Linked DNA regions of Mus musculus: all the other regions are linked to region 1. The links are chromatin contacts, called in public HiChIP or PLAC-seq maps. All regions are on one chromosome and are shown on one strand. Each heading gives the region's core, a stretch centred on a gene start, on an enhancer-like site or on the middle of the called end of the contact. The rest is flanking DNA. Distances are from core to core; before and after follow the strand shown.

What was found. HiChIP or PLAC-seq counts read pairs in DNA pulled down with a chosen protein or histone mark.
Region 2: a contact with region 1 is called in an H3K4me3 HiChIP or PLAC-seq map of embryonic forebrain, with 3 times the contacts expected there. The contact joins the enhancer-like site here to the promoter of Siah3 in region 1. A contact is called at or near these places in 5 of 39 promoter capture datasets (HPC-7-derived erythroid cells, cranial neural crest, epiblast stem cells and 2 more), 5 of 484 Hi-C or Micro-C datasets (the G1E-ER4 cell line, the N1E-115 cell line, Th1 cells and 2 more), 4 of 115 datasets of contacts at active chromatin or transcription factors (CD8 T cells, astrocytes, embryonic forebrain and 1 more) and 2 of 9 other capture datasets (adipose tissue and liver).
Region 3: a contact with region 1 is called in an H3K27ac HiChIP or PLAC-seq map of embryonic stem cells, with 8 read pairs. The contact joins the enhancer-like site here to the promoter of Siah3 in region 1. A contact is called at or near these places in 4 of 484 Hi-C or Micro-C datasets (cerebral cortex, nephron progenitors and neural progenitor cells), 3 of 115 datasets of contacts at active chromatin or transcription factors (SST interneurons, embryonic stem cells and neural progenitor cells) and 3 of 9 other capture datasets (adipose tissue, liver and pancreatic islet).

What each region holds. Positions count from the first base shown.
Region 1 is chr14:75,454,285-75,458,354 of GRCm38.p6, reverse strand. Siah3 (siah E3 ubiquitin protein ligase family member 3) reads right to left here and starts at 2,373. Exons shown (of 2, transcript NM_001128093.1): 1 at 2,165-2,373. The coding sequence starts at 2,299. It overlaps Gm41212 (a long non-coding RNA gene), which reads left to right and starts at 368. Exons shown (of 2, transcript XR_874827.2): 1 at 368-1,763.
Region 2 is chr14:75,564,286-75,568,355 of GRCm38.p6, reverse strand. No RefSeq gene overlaps it. Among named protein-coding and RNA genes, the nearest start is that of Gm36060, 13 kb to the right of the region's middle. Within about 2 kb of position 2,420, at least 32 of the 459 cell types and tissues checked have an H3K27ac peak or open chromatin away from gene starts, as enhancers often do. A contact at or near this core is called in the N1E-115 cell line, embryonic forebrain, forebrain and 1 more, where this site is marked.
Region 3 is chr14:75,374,666-75,378,735 of GRCm38.p6, reverse strand. No RefSeq gene overlaps it. Among named protein-coding and RNA genes, the nearest start is that of Siah3, 79 kb to the left of the region's middle. Within about 2 kb of position 1,870, at least 25 of the 459 cell types and tissues checked have an H3K27ac peak or open chromatin away from gene starts, as enhancers often do. A contact at or near this core is called in embryonic stem cells and pancreatic islet, where this site is marked.

The DNA.
Region 1 (4,070 bases), core at 1,124-3,623:
TGTGTGTATGGTGTGTGTATGTGTATGTATGTGTGTATGTATATGTGTGTTTAGAGGAGAGATTATTACAAACACATTTATTCATTTCCCCCTCCCTGTAGTATCTCCTGGCAGCTTCAGAAAGCTGCGGAGAAGGCAGGATAGATATTTCTAGGTTTGTCTTCAAGATGAGGAAGGGAAGGCTTAGAAAGGTTGCGGCATTCATTCACACAGTTGTCCAAGGTATCTCAAAGCCTTTTACCCCGACCCTAAGCCAAGGTTGTTGTGGGCATTAAGCAGTCATCACTACAGAACGTACACAGATACTTTCCCCTTGCTGCTCGGCAAGACCTGAGCACCCTCCCTTCTCCGTCCTTGGGCACAGTCAGAGCATCACGTAAATTCAAACTTTAGAGCTGCTTATATTGCATAATTTTAAAAGGTATTAAAATGTAAAACAGGAGTAAACAATATTTCTTGCCGCAGGGAAGTAACTAATACGAGTTGACAAAATAATGGGATTGGAGTAAGGTCTCCAAAGTGGCCGTGGAATGGAATTCAAGAGTATTTTTAATATGGTTACGATGTACTTGCTCTGCCAAGGATGACTGGAAGAGAATTCTCATTTATAAAATCAAGCCATTAAAAAAATAAAACCAGAAGAGGAAAGAGATGAACGAGCGTAAGGCAGTGAGAGCACACATGAATGCTTTGGCGAGATTTGTCACAGAAAGCCAGTTGGGGTCTCAGTGGAGTCCACACCCCCTCCATCACGTTGCCCCTGGAATATGACCTCAGAGGCTCCAGACAGCTGTCAGTTTAAAGACTTCCAGGAATGGAGGTGGGGAACGCTTATAAACACAGGTCTGCAGCAAGAGGATTAAGGACCATGCATCTGATCATGAGAGTTTATTGTACAACATCGACATCGCACCCACCACAAGCATCGCTCAACACTGCTGGACCACAGTGGTCAGAATCACAGCTTCGGTCTCCAGGAGACAGTCCCACACTCAGTTGCAGACACAGCCCCTCCCCCTGTCCCTCAGTCTCCCAGTACAGTGAAGGTAGGCAAGCAAGCGGCAATCTAATCTAGAGTCCTGCGTTTTAGTTGATTTTCAGACCATTCCACCTCCAGGGAGTTCAGTTGCGCTGTCCCAGCATGCCCTTTCCCCACTCCCCACCTCCCCGGCATCCCTAGGCAGTGTCTCTTCATTAATTTCCTCATCTGCACCCTGACATGGAGAGGTCCTTCTGGCCCTGCATTTTGGCTTAGAACATTGACGTGAAGGGATGAACACGGTGAAAGCAGCACCGAGCGAGCAGGTGAGGCAGCCACTGGCAGGCAGCTCAGCAGCCAGCCGCCTGCAGGCTCCAGGCAGCCGCTGCAGCTCCTAGCTGGTTTCATTATTACACAATTGAAGCGAAGCCCTCCTCTGACTGCTCTCAGAGGAGGCTCACATCTCCTTGGCAGGAGGGAAAGGAGCTAAACTCCTCCCAGCAACTCAGACAGACAGACAGACAGACACAGACAGACAGTCTCTCTCTCTCTCTCTCTCTCTCTCTCTCTCTCTCTCTCTCTCTCTCACACACACACACACACACACACACACACACACACACACACACACACTTTGACACAGTTTGAGGACAAGGGCTAACTCTTGCAGAAACGGCCCCTTGCCAACTCCCGGGTCCTGTATCAGAGCTCCCCAGTCCTGAAGCTACTTCTGCACAGCCAAATCCTTGCATTGCACTGACCGGCGGGACAGACAGCAATTTGGGTAACTTTTCAGATTTTTTTTGTTCTCCTCGGCACTGGCCCACAAATGCTTGGGAGGGAGGTAAGGACACCTCTACCCTTCTCTTCCCTTCACCCTCCCTTTTGCCCCTCCCCCTGCCCCCTCTGCCCCTCCACCCCCGACTCCCCTGACTCCCCTCGGAGGACCGTGTGAGGAAGACACTATATGCCTGCTCTTCTGGTTGCTTGCCAGTCCAGAAAACACCACACAGTCACAGTAACAGCACCAAGCTATCCAGAGAGCGAGCATGAGGCAAGCATCCCCTGAGACCCCGGGATCCTAGCACCAGCAAACTGCCTGCATGAGCTCCCTGATAGAAGTCTCCTGAGAAAAGGCTAGAGCCCCCGCGGAGATGGCAGAAAGCACGAGAGGAAGCGACTCACCTTTAGGTTGTGCGTGGGGTTGACCACACAGACAAGTTGCCCAGCAGCAGAGAAAACCCGTTTAGCCTTGTAGTGCTGAAACCGGAGGTGAATGAGATCCAACACAGCCCCAAAGCACTGTGTAAAGAAAAGCATCACAACTTTTGGGGGGTTGTTGACACAGGAAGGCAGCGGAGGAAGCTGTAAGTCCTTGGGCTCTGAATGGAGCACAGCCTCGGAGACTCTCCGTTCCAGCCCGGCTTAGCGCGCCTTCATATTCATCATCAAAATAAGACGGTTAGAATCTTGCAGCAGCGAGGCAGCCAATCAAAAGGACAGAAATGTTATCCTTGAGGTTCAGAGACAGCCAATAACAAATACCTCCCCTACTGAAACTCCCTGATGAATTGAGCCTGGCGGAGAATGTATTATTGAACATTACCATAGATCAGCACACTGCATTTATCTTGTGATTACAGCCAACCATACATAATGCTGGGGAGATAGGCTGACAAAATTGATTGCTTAATGTGTCTCCATTTATTAATTGACTTAATTTAACATGAGAGCCTTTCTTAGTGCCCTGAACAAAACCCCCATCCAAAAAAGGAAAAAAATATAAAACATTTCCACCTCCAAACAGGAAAGCTTTGTGCTCCAACAGGCAGATGGGGTCGTCAGCTTGTGGCTCTACTCACGGAGCTGCCTGGAGAAAATCAAATACTACAAGATACTGATTCAAGATAAGAATTTGGCAGCCGCAGAAATGTGTATCTTTCAGTCTTATGCTCTGACTCTCTGCAATTTGGACTGTAGCCTCTTGATAAATCTAAACTCACTGTTCTTTAAGAAAAAAAGAATCCGACAGATGAATTTGGAATTGAGGAGGGACATGCATATAGTATATATATTTCAAAATACAGTAATCACTGAACTCTCTTTTATTAAAGCATAAAGATGCACAGAGCACGCTTCTAAAAATAATGAAATCCCTGATGCACGAACACACACACATAGAAAAACCTACAGGGGGAAGAAAGTGGATTGTACATCAGCAGAATAATTACAGATGCAGAGAACCTAGGCTTGTCACTCATTTGCATATTTGTGGGCAGCAAATTGCTAATTAACCAGTAGATTGTTGGAGACATTAAAATAGAGATTAGGAATACACACAGCACAACACTTGTTTGTCTGAATGCCAGCAGCAGCAGCAGCAGCAACAGCAGCAGCGCAGATAGGCAGAGACCAGTCTAGTCAGTAGCTGCCACAGAGCACTGCCAACCCCGTGCCGGGGCAGGCTCTGAGGCCACCCACAGGGTCCTGAAGGACAGCTCCTAAAGGCTTTGGGCTTGCAGGGAATAAGTTCCATGGTTTATTTAGTCTCTGCCACGAAAGCCCAAGAACTGGGAATAGTGAGTTTTAGTTCTTTGGCTGCTTCTACACTGAGTGGTCAGATAGACTGAGCTGAAGCCATTGGTATGAGGCTGTGGCTCCTTCCTGGACCCTCACACACGTCTCCAGGATATCTACAAACACAGTCAAGCAGCACAAAATTGTAAACTTGCTTGAAGCATCGTGAGACTAAAACAAAACAAAACAAAACAAAACACACACACACAACACTCTACCTCACTGTTGACAGTATGAACTTTGTACATGACAACATCTGTCTTGATGACAAAAAGTCACATGTGTTGGTGTCACAGGGCCCACACTGCAAGAGATATAAACTCTGATGACAAGACACCCAAGTCTGTGACCCGGTTGGGCACTTAGGATAAGAACACAGTAAAATACAGCAGAAAAGAAGGTGCCCAGGTTTAGGAAAGCCAAGCAGAGTCTGGGTTGATTTTAACTTGATTTTAAAAAAATCAAATCAAATCTAGAGCAGTGGTTCCCAATCTTCCTAATGCGGCGACCCTTT
Region 2 (4,070 bases), core at 1,171-3,670, 110 kb before region 1:
GTACTAAGCAGAGAGAATGAACTGGAAGTGGGTGAGGCTATGAGATCTTGCAGTCTACTTATAGTGACGTACTTCCTCTAGCAAGGCTGCCCTTTCTAAAACTCCTTAAACTGCTCCATCGTTTGGAAGTGAGCGTTCAAATGCATGAGCCTTTAGAGGACATTTCTCATGTAAACCACCTCAGCCACAACGTGACCAGTTGCGTCATGTGCCTGCCAACGTGAATTGAGCTCCTCCTACTGCTACGTCTCCCCATAAATGATGGGACGAACCACCCTGAAACCATGAGCTAAAATACATCTATCCCTCCCAGTTGCTTCTGTCAGGTGTTCTGTCACAGGGATAAGTTAAGTCGTGAATCTATCCATCACACAATCTTGTCCTTGAGTATTTGTGGATCTTCCCAGAGCAAGAGTGCATAGAGGAGTTAGACTGCTAAGTATAAACAAGATGTAGCCTTTTAGACCATCAAGAAATGCCTATGAGCCTAAGATCACACACTGAATGGCAGCCTTTAGATGACTGAGTCCCACTGAAATACTCCCCCTACTGCATTGATGGTCTCTAATGACCCCAGTGGAATTTAGGAACAGATTCCATGAATACAAAACACTGTTAGAATTAGTCTTATCTTGACAACCAGTTGTCACAAAGTCCCAGGTTTGTTGAGATCCGGTTCTACAGAGCTGGCTCTCAGGGGGAAATGGATTTTGATTTCCCCATTGTATTCTAACTGCAGCACACTTTGGAAGGAACCATTTGTGACGAGTAAATGACAGGAGGAATAAATAATTCAGATCAGTTTTCCTTGTAAGGACTTGGAGTGTTTGCCTGATGCTCAAGGTTAGGAATTATAGCTCCAAGGGATGGAGGTCTCATTTTGAACATCCTTTATTTCTGTTAATAAAGGGGCCCTGACTTCTGCTAATAGAGTGGCCTACAGTGTTTGCCATGTGAGGGTTCATGTGGCCCAGCGTGCAAGTGCTTTGTATTTTGGATCCAGACAGACCAAGTCTAAGTTTTGGCTATCTCATTTAATTAGTTAGGAGTTTCGGGGATACTTATTTAATTGCTTTGGAACTCGATTTTCTGGACTGCAAAAGACAGGAGAGCAATCATAGTTATCTTAGAGGTACAGGAAACCTGGGTCTAAAGCATACTTAGAGCACTTGAATTTTCAGCAAGTGTCTGTTATTAGGACTTTTCTCAGAAAATAATGCTAGCCTTCACAGAGTTGGCCAGTGGATTCGGAAAGATGAACAGTGTTAAGCATTTAGTGCCCTCTGTGCTGGTATAGGGGTGTGAAGGTAACAGTTTAACACGACTTGTTTATTAAGGATCCAGGCTTGATAATTCTGCTGTCTCTTGGAGTATCTGTTCCTTCCAGCTCTCCAGGGTAGGGCCTTAGCTCATCTGTGATCTGCTTCTCCCTGAACCAGAATCATGCACACAAGGTACGACAGTGAAATTCATCCTCCAGGTTCACGAAGCACACAGTCTGGCACGTTAGTAAATATGAGTGTTGTGGGGAGCTGGAGGCGTTATAAATCCGTTTTACAGAAGTGAGGGTGGGCGTAGAGACTGCCTGTGTGTCTAACCCTTTCTCATTGCAAATTAAACATCTTTCCTTTGATCCCATATTGTGGCAAGAAACTAACATGAATCTTTGATCCCGTGCCAGTATCTAGAGAAATTACGAGGTCTACCAGGATGGGATAATAGAGCATCATCAAGACTTCTAGCTTTGGAAATTACTTAATCTCCATTCTCAGTGGCTGCTGCTTTGAGACAGCTGTGACAGAAAGGTCCCAAGTGCTATTGAGAACAGCTCATCAGTTCAGAACAAAGCTGATTATGTAAATTGTGCATTAAGATGCAGCTCCAATTTAATTTTACTCTGTAAATAAATATCCCATTAGCATCCATCTGTTGCCAGTCAGGTGAGGCCTTCTCTAAGAGAATACGGCCAAGACCCCAGTGGCTTCTCTCTAAATGCTGATGGGGTGTGGGAGGGTGAGGATTAAGACACCCAAATTCTCTGTGTAGAACTTAATTTGGTTCTCTAAGTGGCAAGTCAGCTATGAGATCAATCGAGGGCAAGAAGAAGCTAGGATTGGCCAAGAACAACAGGACACCTCATCTATTTTTGGCCCTGCTCATTGAGGACACACGCAAGCCTTCTCTGATTGTTGTCTCCAAGATCAATAATAATTATAGCTCAGCCTATTCCCTCCAAAAATAAAAACATTTCAGCTGATGAGAGGCGAGCACTAAATTAGCGCGCCAGCTCTTCTGGCTGCAGGGCAATTTATCAGGCAAAGCCGTTCTTGTGAGCATCGTCTTTGCTGAACCTGAGGATACAGCTCCCCCATCAGCACAGGGAGTGTTGGACAATGGTACTGGCTGGCTGCCAGCACCAGAGGGAGGGTGGCAGGGAGAGCGCATGTTTCCTCTCTTGAGCTGTGCTGCCCAGGTTTCAGGAGGCTGAGTTGTAGAAGCTTCTGCTATTTCCACAGTAATCTATCAACACAAGGAGCAGAAGCTGTGCCACTATTCACCCAGCGGAGGATTAAAACCTGTGGTGTGTTTGGGTAGTGCTGCTGCTATGAGGAGCGGGACTGGTAAGAGGCTGGGCACAAACCCAGGAGACCCATTGTGGCCTATGCACTCTAACACTTAAGGCGTTTTCCCCACAGTTAGTGACTGCTGCGGCTGGCTAAGGACATCCCGGGAGAAATACGAAGAGGCTCTTCAGCAAGGCAACTAGACACGATGCTATGAGCATCAACAAAGGCTTTTGAACGTGCCATTAAAAGAAGACAAAAGTAATTCCTCCCTCCAAGTAATGAGGCCCATGGATTCCAAAGAAGATCTGTCTCCCCCACATTCTTTTCTCCACTGGAGGCCAAGTTGGAAGTCAGAGCATCTGCCCCAGCATCCCTAGTGCAGAGAGAGGACTAAGCTCCTCCCCTTTTCCTCTTCTTGTATCGAAGTTGATTCTGATGCCAGACTCCACTACCTGCCACTATCATGGCTGTGCTGTGACCCTTGTTGCCTGTTTTGATTGGGGCTATTGTGGCTCAGAGTAATAGAACTCTTGACAGTTGTTTAAAATTGATATTTTCCTTTCTCACATAACATTTCAGAGGCAGTCGGGTCAAGACTAGCACAGCAATTCACCATTGCTGTTAGGGCCAGCTCTTTCCTTCTGTCCTCACAGCAGATTGAGGTGTTGCCTCAAGATAATGATTTTATGATCTTGTCTCCAAACAAACAAAATCAAAACACACACACACACACACACACACAAAATGAAAATGATGAGTGTTTTTATTTTACATAATTTCAAAATATTGTTAATTTCGAACCATTAATGAATTATATTTGCATTTCAGTACTAACTCTTCATGATTCCGTATATTTTACACTCCAAGACTCTCAGTTTGGACTATCCATGTATCAATCTCTCCCAGTACTTGCAGCTAGTGGGGCCCACACTAGACTCAGCAGCTCTATAGTGCTCTACCCAAATACATGCTCAGCCTGCAAAGTAGCTCTCCCCCCACCCCAGCCACTACTGTACTTTATTGACTACAACAGTTTGAGAGGGCTCATCTAACTACACGGATCTGTGAGGCATCCTTTTCCCTTCTGTTTTTAATCTGAGTTGGGAAGAGCTGGACCAGCAGGCTTTCCTTGCTCAGCCTGTCCTTCCCTGGACAATTCCACCAGGCGATCTCTCCTCTGATGTGAGAGTCTCCCAGCCCAGCGGTCTCTTTTGCTTGAGTCCATCCTTGCTGGGTCAGGAACATACTACATCCCATTATCTAGAAGGAACCAGTGCCTTATCTAAAAACAAACATCTGACTTCTATGGTAAATGCTAATATAGGAGATAACTGGGCAGGTGGAGGAAGCCAGAGGCCAGGGGAGAATTCCTGCAGAGGAAGGCATTGCACTCTTCAGCTGTGTTTGCTAATGTTCTTTGTTTCCTTCTGACTTCTGTGTTGCTGGAGTCCTCTGAGTTCCCCTCCACTCACAGCCCCATAACTAGTTGTTACTCTATAATAA
Region 3 (4,070 bases), core at 621-3,120, 79 kb after region 1:
AAGTTACGTGTTGAAGCCCTGTTTCCCCGAGTGGTGCTATGGGGAGAAAGTTGAACTTCACCGTAGTGGGGTCCTGTCAGAAGTCTTCATAGGGCGTGGCTTCAGAGGGAATACAGTATCCACTCATGTTCCCTTCGCCCCATTCTTTCCTTCCTCTTCTCTCTTCTCTTGTTTCTTTCTTTGCTATTCTTCTCTTTCTCATGTTGCTTTCCTCCTCTCTTCCTTCTCTTCCTCTTCTCTACTTTTCTCTCTGTAGCCCTCACCAGACCTGAAACTGTAGTGCCAGGGAAATTTTAGTAGTCTCCCAAAAACCAGACAGGAGCTGATCGGATGCAACTCACAGCAGGGCCTTTATTATATTTGAGCAGGATGGTTTTGGTGGTGGGGGAGCCCCAAATGTCTATCCAGGCAAGGCTTTATCGTAGGCAGCAAGCAGGGAGTATGTGTGCAAGCATCTCATTGGAAAGCTGCTGTGGCCTTTAACATAACTAGCTGGTACTGGGAGTCACGTCATAAACTTAATTTCTGCATTGGTGGTCATTAGGCAGGGGGTGGACTTGTCACCTGGGGGTGCAGGTTTGTTGGGGGAATAACCTGGAGACGCTAGTCTTGTTGAGGGTCTAACCTAGAGATGCTGGTCTTGTTGGTGATTAGCCTGGAGACTGGAGCTAGGCTCGGGTTTTGCTGGGGGGCAACTTGGAAACTAATGCTAGGTACCAGCCTGTTAGTTTACCTGAGTTCAAACTTAGATCAGCTTCTCTAAAATGGAGTCTGAACTTAAAAGACTTGGCCTCTCAAACCCACTGTAGACACCGTGCCTTTGAGCTTCCAAAGCTCTGAACAGAAACCTTTTCTTCTCAAGAGGTAATTGCCGCAAGCTCCTCACCATGGCAACACCAGCCAGCTAATACAAGTGACTTGTTCCAGGTCACCGAGGGCATGACGTAAGAGGAGGGCAGACCCACACAGACAATCTGGACCCAAAGTGACCTTTGGTCTAATAGCTCTCACCTGTGACCCCGAAACAGATCACCAGCATGACCTGGGGGTTTATTAGACACAAAACTGCTGAGCCACACCTGGTAGTGTACACCTGTAATGCCCACACCGACCGGAAGTATAGGCAGGAGCAAGTTCAAGGCTGGCTACTTGAGAACTGGCTTCAAAAGCGTGCGTGAGTGTGTGTGTGTTTGTTGGAGTGCGTGTAGGAGGCAAACACCTGTGCTTTATCCCTTAGACTCTGGGGGTTGGGCTATCAGTGTGTTCTCAAGTCATCTGGGGATTCTGAGTCCACGGAAGCCTAAGTGACACTGCCTGCATCATTTCCAGTAAATCCAGGGTCTCATTTCCTTACCAACCTACGTGAAATTGACTAAAGCCGATAGCATCTTGTTTTTGAGGGTATTGGAAGGAAATTGACGGAGAGTATTGATGTGGAGGTAAAGAGGGACTGGGTGGGAACACAGGGGCTCCTTCCAGTTAAAGAAGAGGAGAACCACAGGCGCCAGGGAGAAACCCAGGTCTCAAACTGGCATTTTCCCTGCCCCTTGCCTTTGACCTGCTTATGCAAAATGCCTTCTTAAAGCCTCTATTAGATCGCTGGCTCCAAGGCAGGGCCTCGGACATTAATAATGCAGACCTGCGCAAAAAGCCTGGGTGCTCTTCTTCCTTTAATTTTATTCTGCATTTTTCATTCACACACACACACACACACACACACACACACAGAGGAGTCTTATATTTGAATTAACCATTCATTTTCCAGGTCTATTTCTGGAGTGCTATAAGCCAAACTAGTACTTCTCAGAGTTGCTCTTTGAGTCAGCACTGCACAGTCTGGGAGAAGCATTCACGGATACAGCCTTACCTGGCTCCAGGGGCTGTGTGACACAGCGACCCAGATGCTGGTGTTTCTGCCTCTCAGGACTGACTCCTGTTGGCAGCCTCCCTGTTCCCCTTTCATAATGGGCCTCACTTCATCCAGGTCATTCATTCATTCATTCATTCACTCAGTCATTCATTCATTCCAAGACTATCCTTCACATTTTTTGCCCAAATCGAATGGCTGCCTCTTCCTGCTTCCCCTCCCCCAAGGACCCTTCAGGCTACACAATACTAAACTTCCCTGCCTGGAGATCCAAGGACACGGGGTTTTCAAGATCAGGAGCAGAGTCCTCTGTGAGTTGTCCCAGCCTTAACCATCCTAAATGCCCCCAGGGGAATGGGCAGAGGGAGAACCCCTGGATGAAGCCCAGCAGTCAGGAAATGAGTTCTCACGAGACTCTGAGCCTCTTGGCTCTGCTTAAACAGTGAACTTGAGAAGCACCTGGGAGGGTATCTCTGGCTCTAGACAGGGAGTGGGTGGAGCAGCCACAATGACCTTGGCTGATGGTAGCAGCAGGCTGTGAGACTGGAGAAGAGCTGAGCAGGTAGAGGGAGGCATCCTGACATGCTGAAGGCCACACCCTAAAGACTGGACCTCCCCCCCCCCCCCAAGACCCCAGGCTTCCTGCTCACAGTACCTTTTCTACCTGTTTGTCTTGAAAGTGAGCATTTCGATTGCTTTTGGAACAAGATTAAAATCCCCACTCTGAGAGAAACCCAGCTTTCACCCAGCACTCCCAAACTCTGAAACCTGTGCTCAGTCAAGAGTCCAATTTGTGGGCCCAGTGCAGGCTGTTGCCAGGTCTAAGGGATAGGTTCTCCCCTTTTTCCAAGATAGGGTTATTGAGCCTAAAAGGCACCTTCGGAGAACACATACATCTCCAGTGGCGATCCCTCACTCCCCAGGGAGGAAAAGCACCTGCCACAATACTGTGTGTCCTGTGTTGGGATGTTCTAAGCCACTAAGATTTACCCACCCCTTCCCCCAAGTCTCCTTTAAGGTAATGAAGCTTACGATTCTAAGACACTAGGCTTGTTGAAAGATGCAGTGGGTAGTGATTCTCCCACTGTTAGGGGCTCAGACTCCCCTGGAGTACTTAGGGGTCCACGGATGTTTTCTCAGAGTTTTCATATTGCAGAGGTAGGGGATGGTGTCCAGGGGTTAGCATTTCCTCCCAAGCCATGCCGGATCCCCATCGCTCCCCTTACTCGGCGGCCTGGAGTGAGAGAGATGCGTTAGTCAGCAGAGCTTTGTGTAACCGAGATTTGGATTATGCATTGGGAAAACAACGAAGATAACTGCACCTGCCCCTCGGGGCTTCTTTCAAGCTGGCCAGCTTTCCTAGGAAGCACCAGACAAGTGCATTTTCTAGGCTCCGAGCGCCTGAACAGTCTCCTTAGCAGCCACTCAACGGCGCCACCTTAGGAAAGTGGCCATGGTCTTCAGAAGTGCAGGACTGGCCATAGTCCAGAGGCAAAAATAGGCAAAGAGGAGGAGGATTCAGACCTTGGCAGGGGGTTGCCAACTCCTGATTTAGCAGAAACAAGAAATGTCTGTAAAAGTCAAGCTTTCTGCTAAGAGCTGTCCAAAGAACGAAGTGGCCACTGCCCAGCCTATGTGGCATCAACACAAAAACCCAGCTCTCACCTCAAAGAGAACAAGAGGAAGTTTTATTCTAGAGCCAAGTATGCATGGCCACGGCCCAGAAACACAGCTTCTGGTTAGCTCAGACCCCATGTTCCAACACGGTGCCGGGTTCATGGGGTTTTTATAGTTATAGAACAAAGTTATAAATCAAGGCACTTTTCAAATGCATTGCTGGAGACATTGGGTAGGTAGGTTAGACCAGGGTGGGAAAAACCTCTGCTATAGGCCTTAGATACTGTCTGATAATATTTTTAGCTTTGGGGTTGGTAGAAGCCAGGGATCTGTTAATATATTCTAAAAGGACTACAGGAGACTGAGTGGGCTCACACTGCAACATAAACCCTTGAAGGTCAGGTAACAGATGAGCGACTGGATGCAGGAAGGAGATCCTCTGCCCAGGGTCAGCACCACTGTCCACTCTGCTAGCATTGCATATTAGTGACATTTCACTCTGGTACTCAGGAAGAGCCAACATGTAGTGGGCACATATTCCTGTGCACCCAGGTGTGTAATTTTATGTGCCTATTTGGCTAGGACA